2 separate regions of the Drosophila melanogaster genome follow, and region 1 is linked to region 2. Evidence: chromatin contacts called from public Hi-C data. All regions are on one chromosome and are shown on one strand. Each heading gives the region's core, a stretch centred on a gene start, on an enhancer-like site or on the middle of the called end of the contact. The rest is flanking DNA. Distances are from core to core; before and after follow the strand shown.

Region 1 (4,883 bases), core at 369-2,868, 76 kb after region 2:
GCTTATCGTAGGTCTACAACCAGATACTTACTACTTTGTTAAAGTCATGGCTTACAATGCTGCAGGTGAAGGACCTGAAAGCGAACGCTTTGAAGGTGTGTAACGAACAGTTTAAAAAACCATTTAAAGAAAATGCTTAAACACCATGCTTTTTAGAACGAACATATAGAAAGGCCCCGCAAAAGCCGCCATCTTCGGTTCACGTGTATGGAATAAACCCGTCTACCGTGCGGGTTGTTTGGAGATATGTTTCACCTTCGCAAGACGAGGAACCAGTAGAGGGTTATAAGGTACAACTCCCGGCACCGTGACCAAGAAAATCGATTACAGTTTGAAACTTTCTAGGTTCGCATTTGGGAATCGGACCAGAACATGATTACGGCCAACAATACCATAGTGCCAATCGGACAGAAACTGGAGTCGTACATCAACAATCTGACGCCAGGGAAGAGTTACAACATGCGAGTCCTCGCATACAGCAATGGAGGAGACGGTCGCATGTCCAGTCCAACTTTACACTTCCAGATGGGCAAGACCACGCGCAACGGCGCAAATACCCGACATGGCCACAATATCAATACGGCTCTTATCTTAAGCACATTGCTACTCATTAGCACCTTTCTTTACACAAGCCAATGAATGCAGCACAAATTAAGATCCATAACTTTAGGCAGTAAGAACATACATATACTAAGAAGTGACCTTATATTTGAGTAAGTGAAGTTATAAAAAGAACTACATTCCATCCGTGCTCTCTTGCAAGCCCCTTAATTGATACAAATGCAATTCCGTCCATTTTATAGACTTTTATCAAAAAATAATTTCTAAAATTTTATCAACAAAATAAATATGAATACCATTATATGGTCCAGTATGTTGCTGAACTAAAAATAACAATATCCCTATTTTTTTACTTGGAATAATGAATTATGAATTAATTATGAACGTGTGCCCCGGTTGGCCATATTTATGTCCCTTTTTGTTCACCTGGTAATACTACTCCTGCATTTTATACCCGATACTCGTGAAGTAAAAGGGTATACCAGACTAGTTAAAAAATATGTAGCAGGTAGAAGAGGTCTTGATCAGGATCGATCTGGCCATGTCCGTCCCTATGGACGTCGAGATCTCAGAAACTATCACAAATCAAAATTAATTATTGTCCAAAAATATCAAAAAGAACTAAGAACTAAGTGTTTATTTTTGGTTTTTCGATTATTTATTTTGCTGCTATTTCATCGCCCGCGTAAAACGGGCGGACATGGCTATATCGACTTGTCTGTTTTTACTGATTAAGAATATTTAATACTTATATATATGTATACGTAAATGTCTATTCGAATTTCCTTTCTACCAGGTACCCGGTATTCTTCTACAATTACAAACGAAAGCCATCTATCGGTGGGGTTACATTTATTGCTCACAACGCCGGAATATGTCATTAATGAAAAAAAAAGTTTGGTTTTTTCTTACTTTGCGTTAAAAATTAGTGCAGTATTGCAAATGGCTAGCTATTTTCCGCATACGGAAATACCACACAATACCAATCGGCTTCGGGAATCCCCCTAATATTACATGACGAATCTAATATGGTGCTGCGGTCCTCCTCGGTCACACTGAAATACTGCGAGCAGCGAGCAGTAGCTGTGGGCATTGGCAAAAACATAGAGAGAGAAGATAGATGCAAACATGGTTTTATAGCGGAAATCTCATACAATCGCACTGGACATCTGGGAACTTGAACCATCGACCTGCCACAGGCAAAGGCTTTCCCGTAAGGTTATCCTGGGTAGCTAAGGGAACACCATGGCGTATGGCTGGAACGGATGCGGAATGGGCGTGCAGGTGAACGGAAGCAACGGCGCCATAGGTTTATCCTCGAAGTATTCTCGCAACACGGAGCTGCGACGCGTTGAGGACAATGACATTTACCGGCTTGCCAAAATACTAGATGAGAACTCATGCTGGCGCAAATTGATGTCGATCATACCCAAGGGCATGGATGTGCAGGCCTGCAGCGGAGCCGGATGCTTGAATTTTCCGGCGGAAATCAAAAAGGGATTTAAGTACACTGCGCAGGACGTGTTCCAGATTGACGAGGCTGCAAACCGACTACCGCCGGACCAAAGCAAGTCGCAGATGATGATCGACGAGTGGAAGACCTCTGGCAAGCTCAACGAGCGGCCCACGGTTGGGGTATTGCTCCAACTTCTGGTGCAGGCAGAGCTCTTCAGTGCGGCAGACTTTGTGGCACTAGACTTCCTAAATGGCAAGTATGACTATGTTTGCCTTAAACTGACAAAACTAAAAAAAGTGTATCCACTGACTTCTCTAGAGTCCACCCCTGCCCGGCCTGTTGACGGTCCCGGTGCGCTCATAAGCCTTGAGCTGCTGGAAGAGGAAATGGAAGTGGACAACGAGGGGCTGAGCCTCAAATACCAGTCAAGCACTGCCACTCTTGGGGCAGACGCTCAAGGTAGCGTTGGCCTGAACCTGGACAACTTTGAAAAAGACATTGTGAGGCGGGACAAGAGTGTGCCCCAGCCGTCAGGAAACACCCCTCCCATAGCGCCACCTCGACGACAGCAAAGGAGTACTACTAACTCCAACTTTGCAACATTGACAGGCACCGGAACTACGTCGACGACCATCCCGAATGTGCCCAATCTGACAATTCTCAATCCCAGCGAACAAATTCAGGAGCCAGTGCTGCAGCCACGACCGATGAACATCCCCGATCTGTCTATACTCATTTCGAACTCTGGTGATTTGCGGGCAACTGTGTCGGACAACCCAAGCAACAGAACTAGCTCAACGGATCCGCCTAACATTCCGCGAATCACTCTTTTAATTGATAATTCTGGAGATGTAAACTCTCGACCAAATCACGCTCCAGCGAAAGCTTCAACGGCTACCACATCAACGGCGAGCTCAAACAACTTGCCAATGATAAGCGCCTTGAATATAAGTAAAGGCAGCAGGGAGACCTTGCGTCCTGAGAGCAGAAGCAGCTCCAGCAGCTTGAGCAAAGATGATGACGATGATAACGATGGTGAGGAGGATGGAGAGGAAGAGTACCCAGATGCCTTCTTGCCAAATCTGAGTAACTCAGAGCAGCAGAGCTCAAACAATGACTCCAGCCTGACAACGGTTACTGGCACCAGTGGTGATAACAGCTTTGAGCTAACCAACGACTCCAGCTCCACCTCAAACGACGATTACGCTTGCAACATTCCAGACTTGAGTGAGCTGCAGCAATAGATAAAAGCACCGACCATCGGCGGAGATGACATTCCGTTCGATAACTTATGCAACCCAGATGTATTCATTTGGCAGCTGGGTGTGGACCTTCTTATGTTATGCATGAGGTCCAACTAGAATCTAAGATTCAGTGCACGATTTGTTCATATCACGTCTGTAATCGTGACAGTACATGACAAGTACGGCAATATCAAATATTTCCGTTTCAAGAAAGCCATAACCCAATACCAAAATTTAACAAATTTTGTATACTTACGAAATACTCCTTCATTTTCTAGTATAAATTTCCTTAAACGCATAATGGGTTTCTGTGACAGTTTTGTCTTGGGACAAACTGCGATCTTATGACATTTTTCGTTATTAATTGATTGTTGCCTAAAATATTTCACAAGTACGATATAATGGCTAAATACAAATAAAATATTTTTGAAAACATTGTCTGTTTTTCTCGACGTTCATACTGATAATATACCACATGACCGCTTAAGTCAAAGCCTTTTTCAGGGCTGTAAGTTCAAGAGTTTAAGGCGACTGTTTTTTCTCGGTGAAAAAACTTTAGGTTTTTCAAATGAACGAATGCATTTTGTATGTAATTTTTGTACTATTTTATTTATGTGCACAGGTTAGTTTCGTTTAGTTACTAAATTAATACACTGTTGTCCGTTCCAAAATGTACACTTACCTTTCTCCTCGGATGACATGTCCATTGCCTTTTCCGTATAACTGCAAATTTTTGATTTTAATTGTTTTATTTTTGTTGTTCGAAACAGCAAACAGTATTACTCCACATTTGCTCTAATGCCCCGTGCCCGTGGCACGCAGAATAGTCGATCTTCAAACTGCTGACAATTAAAAATGTCTCGCACCTTGTTTTTATTTAAATTCTCATTTGCTATGGCGGGCGCGGTACGATATTGGTCCCGTGCTATCGCGTACCATTCATAATATCGATATCTTAAGAACAATAATCGGGAATTTGTTGGACACCTCTAGTGTTCGACGAAACCACTGAGCCAAACAAAATCCGAAATTATTCGCAACATGGACGAGTCGGAGCTGCTATTCAATCTGTTTTATATTCTGTTGTGCATGGTGATCATCTACCCGCCAGAGGAGTTCCAACGCCTGGGATTCACCATTGAACAGTTGTTCGCTCGGTTCCTGGGAGAAGAGTACCTGGACTTTGTAGGCTACCACCAGCGCCGTACTTCGCTGAATCTCTTCGTGCACTCCTGTCTGCCCTTCTCCTACTTTCTTATTCATAGGCTCAAGTTCTCCGTCTTCGCCACGCAGGAGCCCTTGGAGGACTTCGACCTGGACCCGGATTTCCCCATGCCCCAGGAAGCGGTAGCGTTTAAAACGCTTACGTGGAAAACCGCCCAGCGGTTCAGTGTGTTGGCCGTTCTGGCGATGCCCGCTCTGATCTTCAACTGGCACCAGGAAAACTGGCGTCGGCACCCGATCAGCAAGGCGCTCTCCAAGTACTCCATCACGCCGGGCAGCTACAGTGCCGTGGCTAGCGAAATTGGTATAGAGTTCCGGCAACCGGAAATATACAAGAAGAAGCTAAATTCCATTAGCTCGGTGATTGCCACGCAGAACTGGATAATAAAAACCACCAT
Region 2 (5,217 bases), core at 1,007-3,506:
ACAAATTTTACGTCCAATATCAAGCTGAAGGCTGAGTTGGATACGGTACCGACGTCCGAATGCAACCAAAGATACGCCACCCAAAGAAGGACTGTCACCACCAAACAGATGTGCGCCGGCGGAGTTGAGGGGGTTGATTCCTGTCGCGGGGACTCGGGTGGCCCCCTTCTGCTCGAGGACTACTCCAATGGAAACTCAAACTACTACATTGCTGGTGTGGTCTCCTACGGACCCACGCCCTGTGGCCTAAAAGGATGGCCCGGCGTGTACACAAGGGTTGAAGCGTATCTGAACTGGATAGAAAACAACGTTAGGGCTTAATCTTAAATGACGAAAATTAACATTCTTAGGGATTGATCGTAAATCGTGCAGATTACCATTGTAAAATGGGACATGCCACAGTAAATATCGATTTTTAATGAAAGGTAGATTTTACAATAAATTAAGTTATCTCGTGTAGATTCAACGGTAAAACGCGCAGAGTTCAACACTTCTTGATCTGGTGTACTGTACACTTATAATATAAAAACTCAATTCAAGTTTCTGGAGATTATTTTGGTTTCTACAATCAAATGACGGCGTGGGGGTTGCCGTTTATGATTTTGATAAGGTCTGCCAGTCAAAATCACTTGCCTTTAATTTCAAATCTAAATAAAATACCCATAGCAGTTGTTTTAAGATCGCAGCGAGGCCAGGCGGCTTTGCATCTCTTGCAGTTCCTCACCCTCCTCATCGTCCTGCTCAGCCTCGACGCGCGCAGCAGACGCAGACGCCTTGTCCGCCGGTGTAGCCTCTGGAGGCAGGGGAGCTTCCCCGAGCTTGCCATCTGTGATCTCCCACAAAACCTTGTCCACCTCCTTGCTTGCCTCCTCCTCCAGCTCCTCGGACTCCTCCAGCGAGTCCATGGTCTCGTCTAGCATCTCCTCAATAATGCCGGCCTTCATCATTTCCTTTGACATGTCGCGCATGATGCCTGCAAGCTCTGGATAGCGCACCAGGCTCTGCATAGCTTGCAAGACCTCTGTAGACTTTTGCAGAGATCCAGCTACACGCAAGGTGGCTGCAAGGAGGATTCGATAATCAGGTCGTATCAAACAAGCGAAGAGTTCACTCACATAGCTGATTTTTCATCTGCATCTGAATGGAGTTGAGGTGCGCCTTCGACGTATATATGCGGTTGATGGCCTTTCGCGCATTCACAATCTCCTTGGCAAGAATGACGCAGGTGTCGCGGTCATTTTTCTGTGCTGCCTGTTTCAGCGAGCGTTTTACTTTCTCTTCCTCGCGCTGGATACTTCGGATCTGGCGATCCAGCTGGTTGCCCTCTTTCCGTATCTTATGCGTCCACTCCTGCACCTAATGGGAATTTACATTTCAAAACAATATTCATAACGCACAATGGACAGATGGGGAAAGGTCTAATAAAATCAATCCAACTGGAATGACATCATTCCCAAAAAAATCACTGCCACGCCTCTGCGTCGTTACCTGCTCTTTGGGATCTTTACTGGGAGTTCTGCCGAATAAGCCCATGGCACTAACTGTTATGATAATTGTCTGGAATTGTTATTAAAATTCTTTTTTTGTTTAAACAAACAAGTGAGTCATTTTATTTTGATTCTGACAAACAAACACAGCGTTGCCAATATATATGACTTCTTGTTAGCATAGCCAATCATCGATAGATCGATATATTTAAAGAGTTTTTATTATTAAGTTTTAAAATTGCTTATAAGGACATTAACATTTAATCTACCGATTATTAAATAAATTTTATTATTTGCGTATGCTGGCTTAGAATACGTAATTGTTTTTCATTTTATCGATTTTATGAAAATATTTTTAAAATATTCCATATATAAAGCGAGACTGTATTGCGAAAAAATGCAATGCCAAATACCGATACTACATTTTTTAACGACTATTGTGGAATCAATTTTCATTTTTTCATTTTTATTTATAAATATTTTGCGATTGCCTAGGAACAACATATTTTATTTGCTTTTTATTGTAAATGCATATATGTTCTCAAATATCCTATTTTATATCCGTCGTAATACAATTAAATGTTTTAATACTTTTTTAAAATATTTTTTTAGTATAAATTAAATTCCACAATCGTTTTTCTGATGTGTTTTCTAAAACTAATTTTTTAATAATTTTTCAAAAGAATTCCCCGCATACGTAGCATAAAAACCATCGATATGGCAATGCTATTCTGTAAGAGCATTGTCAACCCAACAACCAGATGTGCGTCAGCTGATTGTACTTCTCTGTTATATCAGAGATAGGAACGTGAGTACGGAGATTCATTTTGCGGGAATTGGTGAATAAAAACCACGCGTGTTCCACTAAAGTGGACAACCATGCAAAACTGCAGGCGCTGCATCAGCCTAACGGGCCTTTTGCGGATGACACTCTACCTGCGTCCGTCCTTTTCAATTGATTTGTCCCTGCGCCGACTGCATCGTGCGGCCTTTTTATTTTCTCGAAAAAAACCGGAGACGAACTTGTCCACGTTGTTCAAGCCAGTACAGGTGCACGCTTATGTGGATTCAGAGGACGTAGGTTCCGAGCTGTCGGGCAAACTGGAAAAGGCTGAGCTGCTGAAGATTCTTAATAAGTTCACCCAACGTCGCGAAATCAAGTCACTATGCAACGAAAACGGACTGGACGGTACGTATGCACCTGTTTCCTATGGTCCCTCGTCTTACTTTGCATCCGTTACAAGACTACCTACAGCAACAGGCCTTTGGCTCATTCCGAAGATTTTGCATCGAGGCAGAAAACCTTCCAGTAGATCTGCACATAACCTTTAGCGATATAACACAGGGAGCGGGTCATATCGATGACATCTTCCCGTACTTCCTACGACACGCAAAGACAGTATTCCCGCACCTGGACTGCATGGACGACCTGAAAAAGATTTCCGACCTGAGGCAGCCTGCCAACTGGTATAGCAACGCTCGCGCCATCACCCGAAAGATTGTTTTTCATGCCGGACCCACAAACTCCGGTAAGACTTACCATGCCATGGAGAGATACCTGAGTGCGAAGACTGGGGTCTATTGCGGGCCACTAAAGCTTCTAGCCACTGAGGTGTACAACAAGGCCAATGAACGTGGCACTCCCTGCGATCTGGTCACAGGCGAGGAGCGCAAATTCGGCATCAGCGAAAGTTTGCCAGCCAATCACGTCGCGTGCACTGTGGAAATGACCTCGGTGAATACTCCATGTAAGCAAGTCCAGTTGTTTCCCTGCTTCGCTGAGTTATAATGTGCTGATTTTTCTGTTTCAGATGAGGTGGCTGTAATCGATGAAATACAACAGATCCGCGACCCCCAGCGGGGATGGGCTTGGACGCGTGCCTTCCTTGGACTGATCGCGGATGAAGTGCATGTTTGTGGTGAGCCAGGCGCATTGGACCTCCTGCAAAAAATTTGCGAAACCACTGGCGAAACTGTTGAAGTACGGCTGTACGATCGGCTTACGGAGCTGACTGTCGAAAATACCGCTTTAGGATCATTGGACAATATAGTTCCTGGCGACTGCATTGTGTGCTTCAGCAAACATGATATTTATACGGTTTCACGAGAAATCGAAGCACGGTCAGTTTTGTTAAGTCATTATTTTCAACTGATCCCTAAAACTATTTTTTTTAGAGGGAAGGAGGTAGCTGTGATATATGGGGGCCTACCCCCAGGTACCAAGCTAGCCCAGGCTGCTAAGTTTAATGATCCCGCCAATAGCTGCAAGGTAATGGTGGCGACTGACGCCATCGGTATGGGCTTGAACCTGTAAGTAAAATATTCTATATATGTGGCTTGCCAAAATATAATGCCCGCGAATGTACTTGCAGGAGCATTCGTCGAATCATATTTTACTCACTGATCAAGCCGTCGATGAATGAGCGAGGCGAGCGCGAAATCGACACAATATCGGTTTCGTCCGCACTTCAGATTGCGGGAAGAGCGGGCCGGTTCCGAACTCAGTGGGAGCACGGATATGTAACTGCCTTCAAGTCCGAGGATTTGCAAACCCTACAGCGGATATTGGCTCGGACACCTGAGCCGATAAAGCAGGCGGGCTTGCATCCTACGGCCGATCAGATTGAGCTTTACGCCTACCACCTGCCAAGCTCGTCTTTGAGCAACCTAATGGACATATTCGTGAATCTGTGCACTGTCGATGATTCTCTATACTTTATGTGCAACATTGAAGACTTTAAGTTCTTAGCCGAAATGATACAACATGTTGCTCTGCCTTTGCGGGCTCGCTATGTATTCTGCTGTGCACCTATTAATCGAAAGATGCCCTTTGTTTGCTCAATGTTCCTTAAGGTAGCACGGCAATACAGCCGCAACGAGCCTATTACCTTTGATTTTATAAAAAAAAACTGTGGCTGGCCATTCAAGCTACCCAAGACGATATTGGACCTGGTCCATCTTGAGGCCGTCTTTGACGTGATGGATCTGTATCTTTGGCTAAGGCAAGTCTCGCACAAGTGCGCTTCAGAAAAAATCTAATCAAACTTGTTTTGCAGCTATCGGTTCATGGATCTCTTCCCTGAAGCGGCCTACGTGCGAGATGCCCAGAAGGAACTGGACGAAATTATACAGCAGGGCGTTTTTCAAATAACTCGCTTGCTTAAAAATACCGAGGCGAGTCAGGACGGAGAAACATCAAACTATGCAATCCGCCGAATAACGCACGTGAAGGAGCCTCGTCTACCCAGCTTGTCGCGTGGCCGTCTCACCGAAAGGTTACTTGCACAGGGTCTTCTTACCCCAGGCATGCTTAGCGAGCTACGCAAGGAATGGGACGCCCAGCAACTTGGCAAATCCAATTCGCAATCTAATGAAAATTCGGAACCAGTGGTGAATAGTGACGACGAGGATAATTACTCAGGGATCGGGCGAAAGACAAGGAAAAAACGCAGAAAATGAACGTGCCAGCTCAGGATTAGTTAGAATACGAAATAAGTAGGTAAGAAATGGATTTTTATATAATATACTTTTATTTTAAGTGGCAATTAAGTTATATTAAAATTATTTAGTTGATAATTAACAATGGCAATTTAATTGTTTAAATTTAAAAGTTTTATTATGTTATCTCTGTCAGAAAAAGAAAATGAATTTGTTTTTTTTTTTTTTTTTGCAATTTATGGAGGGACGCAGAGTCTGAACAAAGACACTAGAATTATTAGACACTAGAGTT

The links. A called contact is a pair of places that touch in the nucleus more often than the background predicts.
Region 1: a Hi-C map of the Kc167 cell line shows a contact between it and region 2, with 6 times the contacts expected there. The contact joins the promoter of tub here to the promoter of Suv3 in region 2. A contact is called at or near these places in 22 of 107 Hi-C or Micro-C datasets (the Clone 8 cell line, the D17-c3 cell line, the Kc167 cell line and 10 more) and 2 of 6 datasets of contacts at active chromatin or transcription factors (both in the Kc167 cell line).

Annotation. Positions count from the first base shown.
Region 1 is chr3R:4,386,124-4,391,006 of dm6, forward strand. It overlaps tub (tube), which reads left to right and starts at 1,619. Exons shown (of 2, transcript NM_001202235.2): 1 at 1,619-2,269; 2 at 2,336-3,690. The coding sequence starts at 1,807. The coding sequence ends at 3,261. It overlaps Cont (Contactin), which reads left to right. Exons shown (of 8, transcript NM_141204.4): 6 at 1-95; 7 at 157-290; 8 at 346-895. The coding sequence ends at 639. CG14646 reads left to right here and starts at 4,243. Exons shown (of 2, transcript NM_141205.3): 1 at 4,243-4,883. The coding sequence starts at 4,303.
Region 2 is chr3R:4,309,299-4,314,515 of dm6, forward strand. It overlaps Suv3 (Suv3 helicase), which reads left to right and starts at 2,257. Exons shown (of 6, transcript NM_001316529.1): 1 at 2,257-2,676; 2 at 2,732-3,235; 3 at 3,299-3,608; 4 at 3,663-3,797; 5 at 3,860-4,489; 6 at 4,544-5,217. The coding sequence starts at 2,367. The coding sequence ends at 4,946. Vps24 (Vacuolar protein sorting 24) reads right to left here and starts at 1,649. Exons shown (of 3, transcript NM_001316528.1): 1 at 1,489-1,649; 2 at 1,116-1,356; 3 at 1-1,060. The coding sequence starts at 1,533. The coding sequence ends at 675. MP1 (Melanization Protease 1) reads left to right here. Exons shown (of 4, transcript NM_141193.4): 4 at 1-537. The coding sequence ends at 321. Syt14 (Synaptotagmin 14) reads right to left here. Exons shown (of 5, transcript NM_001275321.1): 5 at 5,157-5,217. It also overlaps asRNA:CR46140.